2 separate regions of the Zea mays genome follow, and region 2 is linked to region 1. A link is a contact called in public Hi-C data. All regions are on one chromosome and are shown on one strand. Each heading gives the region's core, a stretch centred on a gene start, on an enhancer-like site or on the middle of the called end of the contact. The rest is flanking DNA. Distances are from core to core; before and after follow the strand shown.

Region 1 (6,704 bases), core at 1,725-4,224:
GATAGAATGCAACACTTCACCCAACCCAGGTCCTCACTGCATGGAAACTACTAGCACTTGGAAACTAGTTTGAAATAAAACCTAGTTTCACTTGAGGAACTTGTTCACAGCCCAAGAGGAGATGGACAAGGAGGTTTTTCTTTGAACGCAAAAAATGGGAACCTGTTGAATATTACCTTTGGTACATATACGACTAATAAATAAACTATTCTTGCTGCACAATGTAGAATGTAGATAGAAACTATAAATATATATATTTCCTATCATATCATCATTTAGCTTCCCTCATTTTCAGCATACTAAAGGAGTACATGATTGTTTTACATATTACACCCAAGACAAAATAAGAAGACAGTTTAAATCATTCTTCAATGTCATTCATTGAGATTGAAGTGATGGTTAATAGCCACTAAAAGTAAAGGCAAGATATACTTTTGTGGAAAGGTTCAGCAATCAAATCAGCTGGTAGCTGTATCATTGGTACCACTAAATGCTGAAGCAATCAGTAGCAATATAAATCACTATTCACTAGTGTAGAACTCATAGATAGTAAGCATAGTAGCATGTTCAGCTTGCTCCACTATGGCCTCCTTCTCAAGCAAGGTTTTAAAGTCGTCCGACTAATCGCAATTAGTCGCGATTAGGCGGCCTTATCGCTGGAGCAAGCTCGATCAGGGTCTTTGACTCGACTAGGGCGACTAGGAAGCGATTAGTCGTCCTAGTCGCTGACAAATCGTGATTAGTCGTTCGACTAGTGTTATGACCGACTAATTTTGTTCGTTTTGGGCTAATATTCGGTCTCTTTTCTATGGACCGTCCCACCATCTCTAAAGGTCTAAATACACTGTTTTGCCCTACCTCGAGTCCTAGATACGCAACACTGTGGCCGCCGCCACCTGTACGCGGCGTGCGCCCTGCTTAGCGCCACCGCCCTTGCTCCATTGCCCCATTCTCTAGCGCTGTCACCCTCCTCTCCCTCCGCCCCTGCTGTGCGTCCGTTGCTCCATCACGTGGCTGCCCCCTCCATCACATGGCTGCTGCAGAGGTCCTCTGCTCGAACCTCAAGTGTGTGGCACCTTTGCTGCAGCCTCCAGCGCGTGGAGCCCTTTTGCAGTCGCGGCCATTCTTGTGAATTTTAGTGAAAATATGCTGCTACAGTTATATTGTCAATAGATCTGCAATAGTATTGTTTTAATGCTATCCTGTCTTTATACTAAAATGGTATTTGCAATGTAGTGTCCTCTTGTCCTGCATTTAATCTTATGACTTGCATTTGAATTTTGAACCTATGGTGTTGCTACAGCTATATATATATATATATATATATATATATATATATATATATATATATATATATATATATATATATATATATATATATATATATATATATATATATATATATATATATATATATATATATATATATATATATATATATATATATATATATATATATATATATATATATATATATATATATATATATATATATATATATATATATATATATATGGTTCTGATATAGGTGGACGACTATAGGAGTCGACTAAGCTCGACTAATCGAGAAAATTTACAACTTATCACGATTAGTCACCTTATCGGTGCTCAGGCGACTAGAGTCGACTTTAAAACCTTGTTCTCAAGCACCGGGCATTATGCATCACCAACATAATTTGATGTATATGGGAAATGTAATGGGGAAGATAAATTTGACATGCCTAGACTTCTAGAGTGAAGGGGAGATTGTATTCCATAAGAATTTTTATTCCTTTCTTATCATGAACATCAATTAGACTTTCTCGTCTCCTTCTGTGTCCATAAACAACTAACTTTTGCCAACTTTGTACAAACCACTCAGCACACTCCACACCATATTCAGCTTTTTTGTCCTAATTTTATACATTACTGCAGTCTTCGAGAAGAATACGGATTGGAACAAAGAAATGATAAGATAGGAAAATTACCTGCAATTTATTAACAAGCACCCAGATTTTCGCGAAACATACATCCTGCACTTGGGGCACCTCTGCCATTTCTCCTTGTCAGCAAGTTTCTTAAGCATCAAATCATTCTCCCCCTTCTCGTCATCCCCAAGCTTCCTAAATTCCTTGCACTCGATCCCATCGTGCCATGGCACATGGCAGCGAGCACAGAACAGCCTGTGACAGTGGGGACACTCTGTTTCCCTGATCTTCGCCGAATCATCATTTAGTAACAGTGCCGAGCAATCCTTGAACGGACAGTAGAACTTATCATCACCCAGTAGCTCCTCGCACAGCACGACACTCCACCGGTCAAATAGTTCAGGCGGGATGATATCCCGACACAGATCCATCTCAATAAACCCCGTCTCACACGCGGGGTCAGGGCACCCGATCACGGCTACGTTGTCGGCTACCTTGCCGGCGACATACCTTCCGATGCAACTGTTGCAGAACGCGTGAGGGCAGTGACTCACAACAAACTTCTCCGCAGCCAGAACCATCTCGAAGCAGATGGCGCAGTTGAAGCGGTTGCGCGTGGACCGCTTCATTTTGGAGTCGTTCGTGTCGTCTGCCACATTGCGTCAGATCAGAGAAATTAGGCGAGATCCAAGTGAATCGTAAGCATCTAGGTATTGAGATTTCAATGCTCAATTCGAAATGTGACACGTACCTTCTAGTTTAAGCTTGCGCTTTCTTTTGTGATCGATAGGAGTTTCCTTAGGGGTGGAGGAGGTACCGGCCTTAGGGGTGGAGGAGGCACCAGTAGGGTAAGAGGAGGAAGCGGAGCAGGCGGCGGCCGTCTGGGCGCGAGAGGTATACAGGGAGAGAAGAATGGTCTGCTGAATCTGGACCTCCTCGGGGCTATAGGACTCGATGAAATAGGCGTGCCCGTCTTCCTCGTCCGAGGAGATGTAAATCGGGAAGTGCGGATCCGCGGCGCCGGTGGCGGAGGCCTCCATGGCCGGCGAGGGGTCGTGCAGTTGTGCTGCTGCTACTGGAAACCGTTGATCAGCCACCCGCGGTCTTTTAGGGTGTGTTTGCCATTTGGCCCAGCAGCATGTTGTTTGACATTTGGCCCAGCAGCCTGCTGCGCTTCCGAGACCGAGGGGGCGATATTTATTTTTATTACCCTTTTAGAAACATAAACTATCTTTATAGACCAATACAAGTCTTTTGTGTGCATTTTATTCTCACTCATATGCACCCGAAAAGATTTACCAGTTGGTCACCCATTCTAAAATTGCTCTGGATCACATACGCTTAACCCCGAGGTTCTTTCGAGACAGTCTTTCGAAAAGCGAGATGAACCTTATTGGTATGAGTATTTTATCAATCCTATTAAGCTATGGGACAGGATATCACAATCCACCCCCTTAGAAGATCGACGTCTTCGTCGGTCAACCCCGAACCAGAAACCTCCCCTATCACGTCTATGTCTAGTGTCGTCATATGACATTCCATGTGACCACTTCGAACCCATATAAGTCATGCGTTATATACCAGAACCCTTAGCCTACACACGTGCGTGAAACCGCGAGGGTCAGCTCTGATATCATTTGTAACACTCTGTCCACTCTTCGACCGGCGGTACTTAATCCCGGCAGCCCTCAAGGATCATAGATCATCCCCACAGATCAACACGAGTCATTTGTGCACACTTTGTTCTCACTTGTGCAAATCCGAGAAGACTTTCCGGTTGGTCACCCATCCCAAAATTTATTTAGGCCAAACACGCTTAACCTAGAGGTTCTTTCAAAACAGGCTTCCGAAAAAAGATGCACCTTGTGTGTATGAGTACACTATTAATTCTATTAAGCAATGGGTCAGGATATCACAATTTTATTCCATTTTAGTCCTTAAATTGCTAAATATGGAAAATAAAATAGAGTTTTAGTTTTCTTATTAGGCAATTTAGGGACTAAAATGAAATAAAATGGAGGGACTAAAAATTAGCCACTAGAAGCCAAACACCTTCCTGAGTCCAACAAAGGACCTAAAACCTGACTTAAACTCAAAATAGGTGCTAAATACACAATGTTTGGGTCACACCCGGATTTAAGGGTAAATCTATACGCATCTCATATATGTGCCAGAAACAAGATCCACACATACAATGACTCAATGTATAGAGAATAATGTCATAATCTTTATTACATAATGAGAATGTCTTACAAAATAGTTGATAATGACATAAATATGTCACACCCGCTTTCAGAAGGCAACCCGAATGCGAACCATGTACGTGTCAGGATCAGAACTCACGTACACAGCAATTACATAGATGACTCATCATCGCACAATGCTTTGAATAATCATAAAGAGTAAATAATATTTTTTACATACATGAGTCATAAACATCATTTATAGCTTTGAATAATCATAAAGAGTAAGTAATATTTTTTACAAACATGAGTCATAAACATCATTTATATCAAAGCGCACATAATAGAAACGTAGCCAATGTAAATAAACCCACCACATGCAGCTGACTGGGGAGATCGCTAGCCTAATCCTCAAAACTCGTTGAAGTCCTTGAACTCCTAGAGATCGGCCTCGATGCCTTCTTCTTCTCCTTTACCTAAGCATAGGTTGCACCAAAGGCAACCTGGTGTTTTCTGAAAGCAAGAGTGAGTAAGTATCAACGTACTTAGCAAATGCCCCTTTGGCTAAGGTGGACTAGCTTTATGTGGAGTTAGGCTCAAAGAGTTGCTTTTAATACAACAAGTTTTATCATTAATATAATCCAGATTTTAACATTAATCCCAAGTTATCAACCCATAAGATATTTCCTCCTAGAGGAAATATCAGTACATGTATTCATGTTCATCATAACCAAAACCATCATCACCATCATCAGCATCAGTACATGTATTCATGTGCAACAACCTTTTCCTAAATGATTTTGGTGGTTGAAATGCCCAACACAAATTATTGGACTAACTAGTTTGCTCTAGATTATATGTTCTACAGGTGCTAAAGGTTCAACACAAACCAATAAAAAATTAAAGTTGGGGTTCAAAAGAAAGAAGCAAAAGAAACCGAAGAGTACCCTGGTCTGGCGCATCGAACTGTCCGGTGTGCCACCGGACAGTGTCCGGTGTGCCAAGGTCCGTACAGGCTGAACTCTCCACCTTCGGGTTTCTAGACAGCCGCTCCGCTATAATTCACCGGACTGTCCGGTGGGTCACCGGACTGTCCGGTGTGCCAAGCGGAGCAATGGTCGCCAGCACAACGGTCAACTTCAACGGTCGGCTGACAACGTGAACAGTGCGCAAACAGTTCACGCAGAGTCAGAGCAGCGCCAGAAGGCGCACCAGATAGTAAACAGTGATTGTCCGGTGCAGCACCGGACTGTCCGGTGCACCAAGAAGTCAGAGCTCCAACGGTCGAAACCGTCAGAATCCTAACGGTTGGGTGACGTGGCTGGCGCACCAGACTGTCTGGTGTGCCCATCGACAGCGGCCCTTCCCAACGGCTGTTTTGGTGGTTGGGGCTATAAATACCCCCCAACCACCACCATTCAAGGCATCCAAGTTTTTCAACCATTGCATTTAATACAAGAGCTCTAGACTTCACTCCAAGACACAAACAAGAGATCAAATCCTCTCCCAAGTCTAAAATCAGTCCAAACACTTAGTGACTAGTGAGAGAGAGATTTTCGTGTTCATTTGAGTTCTTGTCGCTTGGATCGCTTTCTTCTTCCTCCATTCTTGTTCTCAAGACACTTGTAATCAAAGCAAGAGACACCAAAAAGGGGGAGATTGAAAGGGAAATAGGGTCAAACCTTTTCCTAAATGATTTTGGTGGTTGAAATGCCCAACACAAATTATTGGACTAACTAGTTTGCTCTAGATTATATGTTCTACAGGTGCTAAAAGTTCAACACAAACTAATAAAAAGATTAAAGTTAGGGTTCAAAAGAAAGGAGCAAAAGAAACTGAAGAGTACCCTGGTCTGACGCACCGTACTGTCCGGTGTGCCACCGGACAATGTCCGGTGCACCAACGGACAGTGTCTGGTGCCCCAGGGTCCGTACAGGCTGAACTCTCCACCTTCGGGTTTCTGGACAGCCGCTCCACTATAATTCACCGGACTGTCCGGTGGGTCACCGAATTGTCCGATGTGCTAAGCGGAGCAACGGTCGCCGTTGCGGTCGGCTGATGTCACACCCGTTTCCAAGGGCAGAGCCGGGTGCATCGCATATGTGTGCCAGGATCTATTTCCACACATATGTTGACGTCACAAGTGTAATATATCAAAAGAACAATGCATAAAAGCGTAAATAACGATTATATTAACATATTACACTTCGAACAGACATAATGTCTTAACCTTTATTCATCAAAGTACATCGAAACAAGGACATCCATCCACAGGAAGATGACCGGGGGTATCACTAGACTAGCATCCATGGAGTTCAGCATCATATCTTCATCTGCAAACTTCTGATCAAAATTAAGCAAGGGTGAGCTCACTTATGGTCGGGGCTCAGCAAGTGGGGGAAAAACTAATGCAAGTCTAACAAGGTGAGGCTGAGGTTGAGCAGTAAGCATTTTAGTTGGTCAATATTTTATTAACGACACCTGTCTTACTAATAAGTGTGAATCCCGAGTATTCCCATTAAGCAAAGGTACAAGAGTATTTCAAAAACACTTAAGTGAAACCACTTAAGCAAACCATTGGCAGATCATCGGATCTCGATTTATTTCCATCTTC
Region 2 (6,704 bases), core at 1,742-4,241, 210 kb before region 1:
TTAAAGCAATAATCGGGGGCTGGCAAGTTCTTTTGTTTACTCCTGAACAAGCTACATGATCATTGTTCCCTGGCTGATGGCTTTGTTAACTCCAAGTTGGTTTCTGGTCCTTGCAGGTGCCATTTCAGAATGCTATGAAGAGTCCGTCGTTCTTCAGCAGGATGCGTTGGTCTATCATGCTTGCACTCGTGGAGAGTGGAGACGGCTCTAGCGATGCCATTTCAGCCGCAAAGTGAACTGATTTAACCGAATGTGTGACATCTTCCAAAATACTGGTTGCGTGTACTTAACTTGTGGAGCGCTTGAAACATACTAGTGTACCAGGCTGCCTGTGTTGAGACATTTTACTTGTACACATGGTCGGTTTTCGTTCTTCCTCGCTTGCGTATCGGTATCGCACACCAACTTGAAATTGAAAGTCGTCAACGTTCTTCTAGTTCATACGGTCAGGACCCTGAGTTTGCATCAATCAACAGCTAAAAAAGGGCCATATGCTAGCGATGCAAGTTTGAATCCATGAGCAGATTAGGGAACCTTTGGTATCAGCTCTACACCTTCTGTAGGGATGTTTCTGTCACGCTTGAGAATAATATATGAGGCTAACAAAAGTACTAGGCTATGCTATTGTGCGGAGTATGGACAGAAGAAAAACGCCCGACGTTTGGTGCGGCCAAATGAATTGAGAATAATGAAGACGTCACTTTGGCCTCCAGTGCGACCACCAACCGTTCGCCTGGAAATTTCATACAAAATCCATGGCATCTGTACGGCTACTAGGGTATGACATGATAGTGTGTAGATTCCCCATTATTAAACTCACACGCACAGGGTTAAACTAATTGATTCTGCTGATGGGAAAAGTTAGCCTAATTGATTCTGCTCATACAAGACGAGCAGTAGTTGCTTTGACCTGTACTGTTCCAAGCTTGAAGCAACGTTTGCCGCGTGCAATTTTGTCAAACCATATCAGTCACACTCGCGCCCTCTGGTTTGGACTGCAGAAATTGCACGGAAATTAGTGTACTGGAACCCGGATGGTTCTGCTCCATCCGTTCCAAATTATACTGCGCTAGTATATTTTTTCAGGTATAAATAACTTTTACTATATACTCCCTCCGTTTCTTTTTAGTTGTCGCTGAATAGTTTAATTTTGTACTATCCAGCGACAACTAAAACGAAACGGAGGGAGTATCTAGACAAGACAAAACGTCCTATAATTTAGAACAGAGGAAGTGTATTCTAGATCTCGTATACAATTTAAGGACGATGGAAGTGCGAATATTGGGTATATACCGTGGTCTGGTGGTCTTTCTTTGTCAGGTGTGTCCCCCACACTGCCACACATTTTGACTCAAGGTAGGCTTCAATAAATCGATGGTTTCCTGATGCAGAAGAGCAAGCTGCAGAGGTCGCGAAGATGCATTTTGGAAAGTCCTTTGATCGTCTTCCTTTCGAATGTTCCATCAAAATAAAACCACGATGCTATCAAATCACCCCCCGCTCCTAGATTGATCACACCAGGGCAGGACAGGGCGAGTTTCGAGTTTTGTAATAAATACATCGACTTAAATAGAATAAACTGATGTCGAACAAATATTAAAATATTATACAAATTTAATATTTTCTATAGCTGTGATCAACAGAGAGTTCGATTAACTTGGCGCTTTTGTAAACTTGTTTGAAATTTCAGAAGCAAGATACAAAAATTCCCAAACTATACTACATAGATCCGTACCACGCTCAACGGCTGGCTCGTCGCGACACCTTGCTGGTTTAAATAAATGAACAACACAAACAAGCGACACGAATAGATTATCTCGACAAAACCATGAACATGGACAAGACGAGAAGACATGAGCACTTCTGCTTTTATCTCTTACCTTCTTGGCAGCAGCAGCAGGCTGTGTTGCGTCCCCCGCCTTGGGCTGCGAGTCCAGCGATGGCGTCTGCAGCAGATCCGTGGTTTCTTCGTGCAACAGCAAATGAAGGGTCTGTTTGGAAATACACTCTTGAAATACTGTTGTTTTAAGATACCATAGTTTATAACTATAAGAGCTAGTTTGGGAGCTCAATTTTCCTAAGGGATTCTTATTTTCCCAAGGGAAAATGAACTAATTTCCCTTAGAAAAATGAAAATCACTTGGGATAATGTGGTTACCAAACTAGCCCTAAATGACATAAATACCACGGTATTATTTTACCACAGTAAAATCATAGTATTGTTTAAAATCGAGATCTGTTTAGTTACATTAAAAAAACAAAGTACATGTAGAGATAAGAGAATAAAACTGAGGTTTTGAGAACTCAAAAAATATCACGGTTTTAAGTAAATCATTATATTTAAAACTGTGTTTTCCTGTACAAACAAAACACCTCAGTCCTTTTAATTAGTGGATTATTGAATTTAGACGCACAAAGTATCATTTGATTCAATGAGGGCAATCTCAGTTTACCTCCCTCAGCCCTACTGATGCTACTAACTAAAATTGAGATTGATGCGCCACCCTACCTTGAGGCAGGAGATGTCGAGGCTACGCAGTTGGGGGCACTTCTTGGCGAGCATGTCGACGCCGATGTCGAAGATCTCGTGCCGCCACTTGAGGTTGAGCCTCTGGAGCCCAGGGCATCCGACGAAGACCTTGGTGAGCCTGACATAGGTGATGCCGAGGCACTTGTCCATGACGATCTCCCTGAGCTTGGTGGCCGCGATGAGGGTGGTCATCTCCCTGTCGCCGACTGTGACGCAGTGCGAGAGGTCGACGGAGCCTCGGCATGCGCGCTACGAGTGCCTCTAGGCCGCACCAGCTGACGCCGCTGACCCACGCGAGGCACACCTGGCGGACGAGCAGCGACGACTCCTCAGGCAGCGCTGCAGCGAGGGAGGTGTCGTCGAGGCCCGCACACGCGGAGAGGTCGAGCGTGGACAACGCGGGGAAGGCGAGCAGCGCCCGCGGGAGCGCCTCTCGGCGGAGTTCCCACTTCCCACGCGGCGCGCGACGGGACACGGATGTCGATTAAATTTAATATGTTATTTGCATTCCATTGTACAATCTATTCAATATTTTGATTAATTATTTAATTAAGATTGTATATACTTATACTTAATAATTGCTAATAAAATTTTGATCAATTATTTAAAAGCAATAAACCTTACATTATTCACTACACTTGCTGAGCGCTGAACGTATGTGAGCTTACTATTGCTATAATCATAGCAGGACAAGAACATGTACCGCTAAGACTGTCGTCTACTAGTCAACTACATACGATCATTGTCGTCATATGATATATTTACTTAGCTATTTTTGCACGGAATTTTATTATATAATAAAGTTGTTGCATTGATTTCTGTACTATGAATTATTATATGTGTGAGATTTAATCATAACACATATTTAAGACGTGTCTGAATTTGATCTTAAATCCCATGTGACAGATATATATAGTCCGGCCGGCCGACCGGGTCAGGAAACAACAACATATGCATATGCACGGGGCACCATGCATCTCATCGATCAGGGATCCATGCTTGCAGCGTTTGCTGATGACCTGACGAGCTAATCGCGCGCGGTCCGGCGCTCCGCATGATTAGCTGCACCAGAGGTTTGTATAGCACTATAGACGTGGCACCTACCGCGCGCGTCCGCATCACCTCTCCTTTCCCGCCCACCGCGGCGCGCGTACGCACGGCACGTATACCAATACAAAAGACAGGCAGCCGCGGGCGCCACCTGCTAGCTAGCTGCTAGCCTCCTAGTACAACACGCTGCATGCGGCCGCTACCGCGCGCTACTTAACCGGCAGGCTCATCACCTGCTCCCGCCCATCCGAATCCGATCGCCTATCGCTTTCGCTCACGACATCGTCACAAGCTCACTTTAGGCCGGACGCCTCGCCTCGCTAGCGCGGCTAGGTGTAGGCTACCTCGCTCGCTCCATGCCGGCGGCGGCGGCTCCCCGCGTGCCCGGCGCCGCCCGGAGGCTGGGCAGGGACAAGCTGGAGCCTCCTACCCCAGCGCGAGGACAACGCCCCCGCGGCGGCGGCCGACAAGGCCAGGAGGAGGCTGCTACCGACGTTGTCGTTGGCCCCGTCCCCGACAAGGGGCGCCGCGGCGGCGTCCACGCTGCTGCGCCATGGCGCAGCAGCAGTGTCGTCTTCGCTCAGCGTCTCGTGCGCGTCGGAGGCGTCCACCGAGTCGTTCTGCAGCCGGGCGTCCACGGGCAGGATCGGTCGCCGCCCCGCGGGGCCTCCACGGCGGAGGGCGGCTGCCTCTGCCGGTCCTCCCTCCGCGCGGCCGGCGGCGTCCAGGAAGCCTGCTGGCAGCGTCATCGTGCCAGGCGGTGGTGCAGCCACTGCTCAGGTGGTGGTGGTGCCGCCGGTGGTGGGCATGTGGAACGGAGAATCCATCGCGACGTCGGCGAGGCCGGTGAAGTGCCCATGGGTTACCCCTAACACTGGTACGTAGGTGGTCAAAACAAATCATGCGTTTTATGGCATTTCCGGTAAGCACTACCGGAATCAATAGCTTCGCCGAGTGCCTGAAGCACTCGGCGAAGCCTGAAAAACACTCGGCAAAGGTTTTCCCGAGTGTAACGCTCGACAAAGAAGGCTCGGCAAACAGTGCATCGGCAAAGACTTCTTTGCCGAGTACTTTTTCTCGGACACTCGGCAAATATCTTTGCCGAATGTCAGGGAGCACTCGGCAAAGAAAAGCGACCGTTACGGCGTCGGTTGACGGAGACAGCGGCTTTACCGAGTGTCAACGATGACACTCGGCAACGAAGATATCTTTGCCGAGTGTCTTCCTGGCAGCACTCGGCAAAGCCGCCTTCTTTGCCGAGTGCCAGTTTGGACACTCGGCAAAGAGCCCGCCAGGGAGGGTCCCCATGTCAGGCTCTTTGCCAAGTGTCCCAATTGGCACTATGTGTAGACACTATGTGGAATCAAAGAGTTTCAATGTGGATCTCTTAGATTTCTACACATAGTGTCTCACAACTTTCTCCAAACATTATAAAATTTTTATCACAGCATGTACATATGATATCATGACACGTGGACAAGTTTCATGATTTTCTGACTTTGTTTGTGTTTTATATAATTTTTAAACATGTGGATGCCAAGTTCACGGCCATGTTTAGTGAGCATGTTGCTCGAAGTGTCCGGTAAGCTTCTGCAATCGGTCGTAACTTATGCTAAGTAACATGAATATCATTTTTTCATGCACGGTTTTCCAAGTTTCGAGTGACCTGCAGTTCAAATTTGAATTTTCCGAATAAATTCAAATAAATGAACTAAATCTACTAACTATGGAAACTATGTTATAATTGTCTACAAATGATACATGTAGGTCTACATAGTGTAGTAACATACCACAAAAAGTTTGGAAGACAAAATTTAAAAAATGAAAATACACTTTGCCGAGTGTCAACAGATGACACTCGGCAAAGAGGGCTTTGCCGAGTGTCTACTATGTGGCACTCGGCAAAGAAGCCTCTTTGCCGAGTGCCAGCCGTTGGCTCTCGGCAAAGACTGACGGCCGTCAGCTCTGGGACGGCCGCTGACGGCCCTTTGCCGAGAGCCCCCTTTGCCGAGTGTTTGACACTCGGCAAACCATTCTTTGCCGAGTGCCGCCCTGTGCCGAGTGTTCAGCACTCGGTAAAGAGACTCTTTGCCGAGGGCCTAACTTTACCGAGTGCGGCACTCGGCAAAGCCTTCTTTGCCGAGTGCCCGACAAAAGACACTCGGCAAAGAAGACAACACTCGGCAAAGCCTCAGATTCCGGTAGTGAAGGGTCAACACCACCAAATAAGCACATATACATTTACTAGCTTATCGTACTATGTACAGGACGCTTTTCACCTTTCTAATGATACACATCATATTCGTAGGTTATTCCTATAATCCTATGTCCAAACCGACAGCACCTTGCGCAAGAACACGTAGCTGCGTCGACAGACACTCGCATTTTATGTTACTTCTATATATACATCATGAAGATAAATCATACTCACTCCATTCCAAATTAGTATTCTTTTTAGCCTTTGAATATTATATCTATGTTTAAATGTAAGATAATAAACTATATATATAACACATTCATCAAGTATTATATGAATCCATTAAAACTCTAAAACAAATTTTAGGATAGAGGGAGTATATATGTTAATTTTACGACCTTGAATGATAAGACTCCTCGGCCATCTCGGACTATGACGGTTAGATCATGCTTGACATCACACAGACGTTTGGTGGCATAAAGAATACAAATGTTTGGTGGGCTGTCGGTTATTATCGAGCAACTTGCCATTTGTTTTTACTTTGCGTCTTTTGTTCAGTACGGTTTTAGCAGCTGGAAGCCATGATCACTATAGATAATTTATGTAGTGCTATGCTTGGATGCAATCTGTTGAATGCTACTGGTTCTTTGGAGCTTTTGCTTCTTTGTTCCTACTCATCAGCCAGCCCTACCTGCTAGCCAGCGCTACCTTTGTTCACACACCTGATAGCCTGTTAGGCTGGGTCCATGCATGAACAAAAACTGATAAACTTTGCTCCTAGCCTCAGCTTTCAGCACTGTGGACAATAAGTTCAAATGTTGTATATTATTCATTTAGGTTTAGTTTGGAATCTCAAATCCCCTCCGAAATTAGAGGAGATTAAGGGAGAAATTAGTTCAAACTTCTAGATTTCAAACTAGCCCTGGG

Evidence for each region. Hi-C and Micro-C count contacts between places; a contact is called where the count stands out from the background.
Region 2: a contact with region 1 is called in a Hi-C map of leaf, with 7 times the contacts expected there. The contact joins the promoter of LOC103632765 here to the promoter of LOC100381983 in region 1. A contact is called at or near these places in 3 of 25 Hi-C or Micro-C datasets (ear, leaf and tassel).

Annotation. Positions count from the first base shown.
Region 1 is chr7:120,813,055-120,819,758 of Zm-B73-REFERENCE-NAM-5.0, reverse strand. LOC100381983 (putative RING zinc finger domain superfamily protein) reads right to left here and starts at 2,974. Exons shown (of 3, transcript NM_001174753.1): 1 at 2,659-2,974; 2 at 1,968-2,556. The coding sequence starts at 2,947.
Region 2 is chr7:121,021,437-121,028,140 of Zm-B73-REFERENCE-NAM-5.0, reverse strand. It overlaps LOC103632765 (F-box/LRR-repeat protein 3-like), which reads right to left and starts at 2,991. Exons shown (of 3, transcript XM_008654497.3): 1 at 2,510-2,991; 2 at 1,881-1,991; 3 at 1,648-1,768. The coding sequence starts at 2,722. The coding sequence ends at 1,715. LOC103632764 (probable GMP synthase [glutamine-hydrolyzing]) reads left to right here and starts at 3,840. Exons shown (of 5, transcript XM_008654495.3): 1 at 3,840-6,704. LOC100272678 reads left to right here. Exons shown (of 5, transcript NM_001147135.2): 5 at 117-355. The coding sequence ends at 138.